Linked DNA regions of Canis lupus: region 2 is linked to region 1. A link is a contact called in public Hi-C data. All regions are on one chromosome and are shown on one strand. Each heading gives the region's core, a stretch centred on a gene start, on an enhancer-like site or on the middle of the called end of the contact. The rest is flanking DNA. Distances are from core to core; before and after follow the strand shown. Region 1 holds the start of LOC119872819 (translation initiation factor IF-2-like). Region 2 holds the start of MIS18BP1 (mis18-binding protein 1).

Evidence for each region. Hi-C and Micro-C count contacts between places; a contact is called where the count stands out from the background.
Region 2: a Hi-C map of liver shows a contact between it and region 1, with 2.2 times the contacts expected there. The contact joins the promoter of MIS18BP1 here to the promoter of LOC119872819 in region 1. A contact is called at or near these places in 4 of 9 Hi-C or Micro-C datasets (blood, liver and skin fibroblasts).

Annotation. Positions count from the first base shown.
Region 1 is chr8:22,589,907-22,593,968 of UU_Cfam_GSD_1.0, reverse strand. It overlaps LOC119872819 (translation initiation factor IF-2-like), which reads left to right and starts at 2,195. Exons shown (of 4, transcript XM_038544087.1): 1 at 2,195-2,290; 2 at 2,451-2,694; 3 at 2,767-3,281; 4 at 3,460-4,062. The coding sequence starts at 2,195. The coding sequence ends at 3,549. It overlaps C8H14orf28, which reads right to left and starts at 3,166. Exons shown (of 5, transcript XM_038544600.1): 1 at 2,863-3,166; 2 at 1-184. The coding sequence starts at 183.
Region 2 is chr8:22,894,718-22,898,779 of UU_Cfam_GSD_1.0, reverse strand. It overlaps MIS18BP1 (mis18-binding protein 1), which reads left to right and starts at 1,845. Exons shown (of 17, transcript XM_038544624.1): 1 at 1,845-1,965. It overlaps LOC111097209 (a long non-coding RNA gene), which reads right to left and starts at 2,234. Exons shown (of 7, transcript XR_005363214.1): 1 at 261-2,234.

The DNA.
Region 1 (4,062 bases), core at 946-3,445:
TCCATCTATGGTGCAGGTATTTTTCAGTCTTATTTCAACATAGAGTGGCGTACAGGAAACTGCTTTGCGGCCAGCTTTGATAGTAAAAACACCTCCCCAAGGAAGAACAGGCCTCCAAAATGAGCGATCTTGGTTATAGTTATTTTTAATTGATGCTTTGATCTCTTCAAACAGTGTCTTCATCCTGCATTTTAAAAGTTTAAAATAGAACATGTAAATTTGTGATTTCATATGCACTCATAAATGCATGAGATATGTTTAAATGAAAACAAAGCTATATAAAGATTCAAATTAGGGGTGCCTGGCAGGTTCAGTTGGTAGAGCTTGTGATTCCTGATCTCCCGGCTGTAAGTCTGAGCTTCATGTTGGGTATAGAGATGACTTAAATATAAAATCGTTAAAAAAAAAAAAAAAATTCAAATTAAATTTGGTTAGAAGGTCTACCAATATAACGAAAAAATTTAAAGTGATTCAAGCTGAGCCTTTTTTTTTGCAATATGCATGGCCTCTGGAAAGACCACTTAAGAAGCGCAATCTTTTTTGAGGTGCAGGATGAGCATTTGACAGACTTTTATACTAATTATATCTTATATAATTTTATCTGTGACATAGGAAGACCCTGAAATAAAAAATCCTAAATAAAAACAGAGCTATTTGAAGATGCAATCTAAATTTGGTCGGGCGCATTCCTCATGTAAAACCTCCTTAGCTCTTCAAAATACAAGCTGTGCTTCATTTCCTTTTTAATATACATGATTCCACTTATGAAAATGCTATAATGGAATTCTTAGCTGGGCTACAGAATAATGGCCAATTATCTTTGAAAGACCACATATGAAAAGTAATCCAGAGTACTTAACTGAATAGTGCCCAGTTGATACAAAAATCATTTCTATGCACTTTGGGATTTTTCATTTACAGTTTAGGACTATTCTGGATATTCTATTTTAACTATAGAGGCCCTGCTGTGAAGATCTGACTTGGTAAGTAATCTGATTCCCCTCTTTGTATGTTTTGGGAACGAATGGGGGTGTCCTCCTTATTTAAACTATTTATCCTTCTCCTAACCTTGAAGTTAGCTAAGCAATTTGTTTTTAGTCACTGAGAGTATTCTAGTAACACGTTCAGGTCATGTGTAGTATACAAAGCAAAATTGTACAAAGTTAAAGAATGAGGTCCTAATGAAACTGAATTGAAAATACGGCTTTACTTGAGATAATAACTGCCTAAACTAAAAACATCATAGGGTTCCTCAATGTTGCTTCTATGGAAAAGTATATTTTCATGAAAAAGAAAAGCAGGCACAACATAAATCCAATATTCAGAAGTGCAGACCTCTGTGTTTTTGTGTAAGAAATGAAGTTCACAGAGTACAGACTTGCAGAATCACTATGTTGTGCACCTGAAACTAATGTAACATTGTGTTAACTACCGTTAAAAAAAAAAAACCAAAAAACTGTTTTTACACTTTAAATAAATTTAAACCGATTTTACAATACTAGCCGACTAAAAGTTCAGTTCTACAATATAGACAACGCGGGCGCACGCACACACAGTATTTTCAGCTTGAGGCAAGATACTGTGGGCTCTAAAATATTCAACACTATATTTAGTCTTCAGTGTAGCTGTTTATTCATAGTCAGTAACGTGCTGGCTCTAGTCAACCATTTCGGAATAAGAGGGCGTGGCAAATCTGGAGCCTTAGGCAAACACCAACTGTTTCTTAATGTTTTTGGAGATTTTTCAAAAATCCCATGGCATTCAAATGCTTTAAAAATGAAAATAACTTTCTTCATGGTTTCCTTTATTTCTGTGTAATTTTAAAAAACTTTGTAGCAAGGTCACAAGCCTGAGCTCAGATTCCCAAATGTTGCCCTGGGAAGGAATCGTAAATCTCTGCACTGTTTTTCTTCAAACCATCTTTTAGACATGACCGAATAAAGAATAACTACAGCAATGGATATACTTAAGAAAGGCAAACTACAATTTTATGTATACTTATATATATATATATATCTGTAAAACGAAACTAACTTCTTTAGCCTTTTTGGGGGGGAGGGGGAAGGGAAAGACAGGGGTAGAGAGGACTGGAAGAACTAGAGGACACTTAATCGTTTCAGCATTAAGGTGGTGATTTGTTACAAAGAAAATTACAACAAAAATGAGTAAAAAAAAAAAAAAAAAAAGTGGGGAAATGGCTGCCAAGAGCTTCACTAAAAATTGTTTTAGGATTTCACCACACCGTCGAAAAAGACTTTGGTTAAGCACTGTATCAGAAGCCCTGGAGGAGGTATGCTGCTGGCATCGCTGTCGGGATTCAACAGGCCCTCCAGTTTAAGTAAGCCAGGAAGACTCCACCGACCTCTATTTCCTTGGCAAAACGACACCTTTCTTTTGCGGTCATTTTCAAGGGTGACAGCGGTCGTGAGAACCTGGACCGCTCGCCCTAGGCACAGAACGCTGCACTCCCTAAGAGCTCGGCGGTCCTAAGGGTCCTCTCTGGAATCACACCCCGAGATAGCCTGGAAAAGGGCCACGCGCTCCCCCGTGAAGCTGCACGCGGCTTCGCGGCCGGGACCGGCTGGCCGCGCGGTGGGCGCCCGCCTCCGGCCCCCGCGCTCGGGCCACGCCTACCCCGCCCCCGGCCCTCTGCGCTAGCCAAGGCCCGGCACCTGGGCTGGCCCCGCAAGGCTGGCGGGCCCCCGAGCCCCGAGCAGGTGAAACGGCTGGGCGGCCTTGCCCGCGTCCAGGTAAGGGTCCCCTAAGCGCCTGGGACTGCGGGCGCTGGGCGGCAGAGCCGGGCCGCGGAAGGCGTCCGCACACCGGCCAGTCTCCGTCCACCAGGAAGCCGACTTCTCGTACCTCCCCGGGGACCGAAAACCGCCGGTGCCGCCGCACCCGTCGCCGCCGCCGCTTGCTCATGGAGAGCCCGTGCCGCCGCCGCCGCCGCCTCATCTACTAGCACCGTCCGCTGTCTGGGCCTCCCCGGCGTGAGTGCTGGGCTCTGGCACGGCCTCCATCGCACCCGCCGCGGCGGGAGCCACAGCAGCTCCACCGCCCAGGCCGGATCCGACCCGACCCACGGAGCCAGGACCGCAGGACGCGTAGCTTCTTATTACGGAGGAAGATTCGGCCTGACCTCCTCCGGCCCCCTCCCCCCAGCCCCTAGTACCCAGCCGCCTGACGGCGCTGCTGCGCAGGCGCGAAGACGCCCCTGCCAAACGTGCGTGTGTCGGGGGTGTATACAGCATCCAGATTCGCCCAATGGGAGCCAAGATCAGGTGCGGGGGGGCGGGACCTCACGGAGAGGGGCGGCGTTCCAGTGTCAGAGGGTGGGTGGGTGGGTGGGGCAGCCGGAAGTGGGCCGGGCTTGCGTGGAGGCGGAGCTCTGTTGGCAAACCTGCTTGGCTGTTTTGAGGTTTGTATCCTTTGAGGACCTTGGTTTTCGTTTGCTTCTAGGTCTTGTCTTCTTATGGGCTTAACTCAGAAGGGAAAGCTTCGTTTTCCCAGCAAATTTTAACTATGCAAGCTTTTGATGTAAGTATGTAGTTAAGAAGAGGTGAATCAGTTAGTGGGTTAATGCCTCTCTTTAGTGTTCATAATTTGGCGAGGGTGCTGTAATTTACAGGAAGTTAATAACGTGGAGAGACATCAGGTTGCTTTAGCCCCACTGTGGAGACGAAAACACTTGAGTGTCGGAAATGCTCAAGTACCACACATTAGGTGATGGCTGGGAATTGAAGCCAGAGCTGCTTAGTGCTGGAGTCCGTGGGCTCAACCACTGTTCCATTCAGTAAGCCCTAGTTCTTGTATCCTCGCTTAAAGGGTCGGAGCTTATATGGCTTAGCTCCTGGAGAACCCAGGCCACCCTGGAAAACTACCTTACCCCCCATTACAAATGCAGATACTGTTGAGATATCACCCATCCAACTGTTCAACGAATAATGGTTGTCTGGAAAGTGAAACCCAACCCCCAGAACATGCAATACGGAGAGCTCAAGGCCCGCCCAACACCTCACTGGGCTCCTCGGTCACCGCTGAGTCTGGTGGGCCTCTTGACTA
Region 2 (4,062 bases), core at 596-3,095, 310 kb before region 1:
CAGTGGAGGCACTTTCCTGCACATTGTAGGATTTTAGTAGCATTGCTGTCCCCTATTCACTAGGCACCAGTGGCATCACTCTCCATTGTGACATGTATGATGTAAATGTCTCCAGGCTTTTTCAAATGCCCCCCTCCCACCAGAGGTGCAAAATCACCCCTGGTTGAGAACGACTGACCTTGAAGAAAGAGCTTTTTTTTTCTAACTCTCCCCAAAATCCAAAATGCTATACGGTCAATTGGTATCCTGCTGGAACTTACCATTGTCCTGGGAATATTCCTCCAGGTTAAGCAGACCCAGATGCCTTGGCAGCAGCTCCCACACAATGTAAAGCTTCCATTCCCTTCTTCCTATGTCTGTCCTTTGGGCCCTAAGTGGGTCTGCATGTGTTCCCAGGAGTTACAGACTTAAGCCTGGACAGATTATCCCAGCTGGCTGACTGAAACTTAAAGGAAGGCCCATTCAGGGCAGTATGTTGATGTCCCAATGGACGGATGAACACTGTCCCTTTGCCTGTATGCCTTCTCATCACACTTTCATCCACAAACTGTTTTCTCCCATTTTGTTCGGAAAATCATTAGTCATCCGTAGGTGGATCCCTGCTGCTGTTCACCCTGGAGCATGCTCTATACTAGCAGTTTCTCAGATGAAAAGAGGTTATTTAAAAAAAGAAATGTCTATATTTCTGAGTGTCTATCCTTAATATTTTAAGATTCTTATTCTGGCTGAATGTGTGAGCCACGGCCATCTCCAGGTCAGGCATAGAAACCTCTCCTACTTCTACTTCAGATGCTTTGGAATATGAATTCCCAAATCCTCGAAGTCTCTGGCACACAAAGCGCATTTCACATGCTTTCATATGCTTTCACTAAATAGGTACCTCAACGTCTAGCTTTTCCCACAAATCTGGTTCATGTCCAGTCATTTCCTCATTACGCTGCACAGACAGAAACTTCATTTTATCTATGTAGATTTGCTTTCCTTCCCTCTCCTCATCTCAACTGTTTTCTCCTCCTTACTTGCATTCATTTGCATGTTTCAAGTTTATATTTCGGACTCTTAATATTCGGGGTGCGCAAGATTTAGTGAAAACAGGATTTAGACGAGGGGATTGCAAAAGTCACTTTAAACAATCCGTTACAATCAGTCCAGTGTCAACGGAGAAATGCGATTAACATGTTTTTAGGATGCTGAGGAATTTCCTTGGATGAGGGCAAAAGAAACTCTCCTGCCCCAGGGTGACTTGTTGGGAGGGGGCTGGGGTTCGTGGGCAGAAGACGCAGGATAGGATCTGGAAGGGGTTTGGGGTTGAAAACGTGTTACTCCTCTGCTCCTCCTTCTCCGCCCACAAAACTGAAACAATGCTTCCAGCCAGCGAATGCGTCTTGCCTGGGCCTTGAGTTGAAGGGCGCCCCCCAAACCCGCGCTGGTCAGAGCACCACTGCGCGCGACCTAAGGCAGGGCTCAGTCTCACTGCGCTGCCGCAGACCTCACTGTGGCTTTGCAACCCAGAGTCCTCAATATTAAAAGCTTTTGGGATTCGATAACAATCAGGTTCAAAAAACGTCACACTCCTTGGCAAAATAGCTCAAATTACACATCCCATTGCAAGCATCGCTAACTTTGCATTGAGTCTGTTTTCGTCTCAAGAGCAAAACGTTCTTTCTCATTCTCAAATCACCGCGGCCAGGGAAAACTAAAAGCTCTGTCAAACGAGCGCCCGGAAAGCTGATTCTTCAGACACTGAGCAACCCGAGAGCTGGACGCCGCCCGCTACCAAACCCGTACGGGAGGACGGTGGCTCGGAAGGGCCAAACTTAACAACCCGCAGTAGCGCACGAGAACGCAAGCGACGTCGGACGTAAGCCTTCCGGCCGCAGAGCCTAACGGGAGAAGCCGCGGAACGTGCTGGGGCGCCGGCCGTCCGAAAAGGAAACGAGTTCTTCAAAAGACCGGAGTGGCCTTGTAGGTTCTCTTGGCAACTCGGGGTTACCCTCCTTTTGTAGAAAGAATATTGCCCTCGCGCTTCGGGGCCACCCCGAGTTTTCTCGAGTCGCACGGTGACGCACTTCTTGAGCGCGCCAATGCGGGGCTGGCCGGAGGGCGGGCTCTTCGAATTTGAATTCCCCAACTGTTGTGGGTGACTGGGAACCTCGCGAGGGGGTACGGGTCGCCTGGGCTTGGGCTGCGGGGCCAGAGGCGCGAGCCCTGGGATCGCCCGCCCACCCTTCGCGAAGCCAAGCCCGGACTGCCGGCTTCTAGCCCTATGAGGCCCTTCACCCAAGGTATGAACTCCTTGCCCCGCTCCCCTCCCGTCCCGCGCTCGCCCCCCCCCCCCCCCCCCCGCTGGCGCTGAGGGTCCCCACCCATCAGCATTCTTGGCCCGCCGTGGGCTTTTCTACACTTTCGGCGTCGGTAGGGGTTTCATGACTATTTATTCGTTGTCTACGTATTTGTTGCGTGTCTGCTGTCGTTCAGATTCGTTTCAGTGGTGAACGCTCTAGGACTTTGTTCTAAAATCATTTCTGTAAAAAAAAAAAAAAAACACACACACACACACACACACAACCCCCAAAAAACCTTTACGTTAGAATGATTTGTGTGCATCACTGCTCTTGGACCCCAAGATCCACAGCGCTGTAGACGCACTTGATCCATCGAGCTTATAATTTCTTCTGGTTCAATTACACATTGTTTGCAAACACATTTAGATGTTAATAAAATTATTTAGCAAATGGAGGACCCTCTCATCCTACTCTTCAAAGTCACAATTTGGTACAATTCCGGATTTTTTTTCCTATGCTTTTGCTCATGTGTTGTATAGAAATGCAACTGTATGTCCTCTTCTACTCCTTCCTTTTTTATTGAATATATCCTCGCTGTTTTCTATGTCAGTTCATATACAGGAATATATCTTTTTATTGAATACATAGAATTCAGTTGTATGAATATAGCAGAATTTCGTCCCATAGTGGTGGAGATCTACATTGTTTATAGTTTGTCCAGTACTTCAGTGAACGTCCCTGTATATCGTTTGGGCCTTGACTTAGGTCCTGCTCTAATCATTGTCTGTGGGACCTTGGGCAGATTATTTAACCACCTGTGCCTTAGTTTCCCCATCTTCAAAACTTTTAAGAATTGCTGTAAGGTTATGTAGTGCTTGACATATATGCAATAAATATTGACTGTTATTACCATTTACATATTTGCATTCTTAATGTAGTTTCCATAAGAAAAAAATTTAGAAATGGAATTTCTTGATCGACAGCATGCACACCTATATTTTGAAATTGATCTTTTCAAATCTGATAAACAAGAAGTCCCATTGTTTTAATTTGCAGCTCTTCAATTATTAGTAAAACGAAATGTCATTTGACTCACTGAGTAGCTTTCTGTATTCTTTATCAATTGCCTTTCATACCTTTTGGTCGTTTTCTGTGTTGCTCATTTTTAAAAATTGATTCATTTGGTGACTTTGAATGTTATTTATAGTAATTGAATCAATCAATTCCTTTGTATACCAAGTGCTGAGTTTGTTTTTGGGTCCCCCCCCCCCCCCCCGCCATATATCATTTACCAGTTAACTTAAAATTCCTCTCATTTTTTTCTGTTTCCACCTCCCAGTTTTAATTAGTGTGCTTTGGGATTTTTGACCCTTTCCATTATAATAATTGTTATTGTTACTATTGCTACCACTACAGTAAATCCCTAGAAGAACTTTTCATGTAATTTTGGGAAGAAGAGTAACAGTTAAATTCAGCATCATATCCATGATAAAAAAAAACAGTTGTTTAGCTTTATGTATATATTTACATACCTATAAAGTGCTCATAGCTAGCTTTTTCATATGATGGTTTTCTCATACCCAAATCTTTTTCATAAATAGCAATTTTTTTCTTAGTGTATCAGCATTTGTCAGTTTTCAGAATAAATGGCAACAGTTAGATTTTCCAAATAGTTTTAAGCAGTTAGTGAAGCAGAAGCATACCATTTTAGAATTCACATTCTTCTCTTCTCTAGTCCAAGAAGGAACTTGTTAGTGACCTCCCTCTGTTAGGTTGA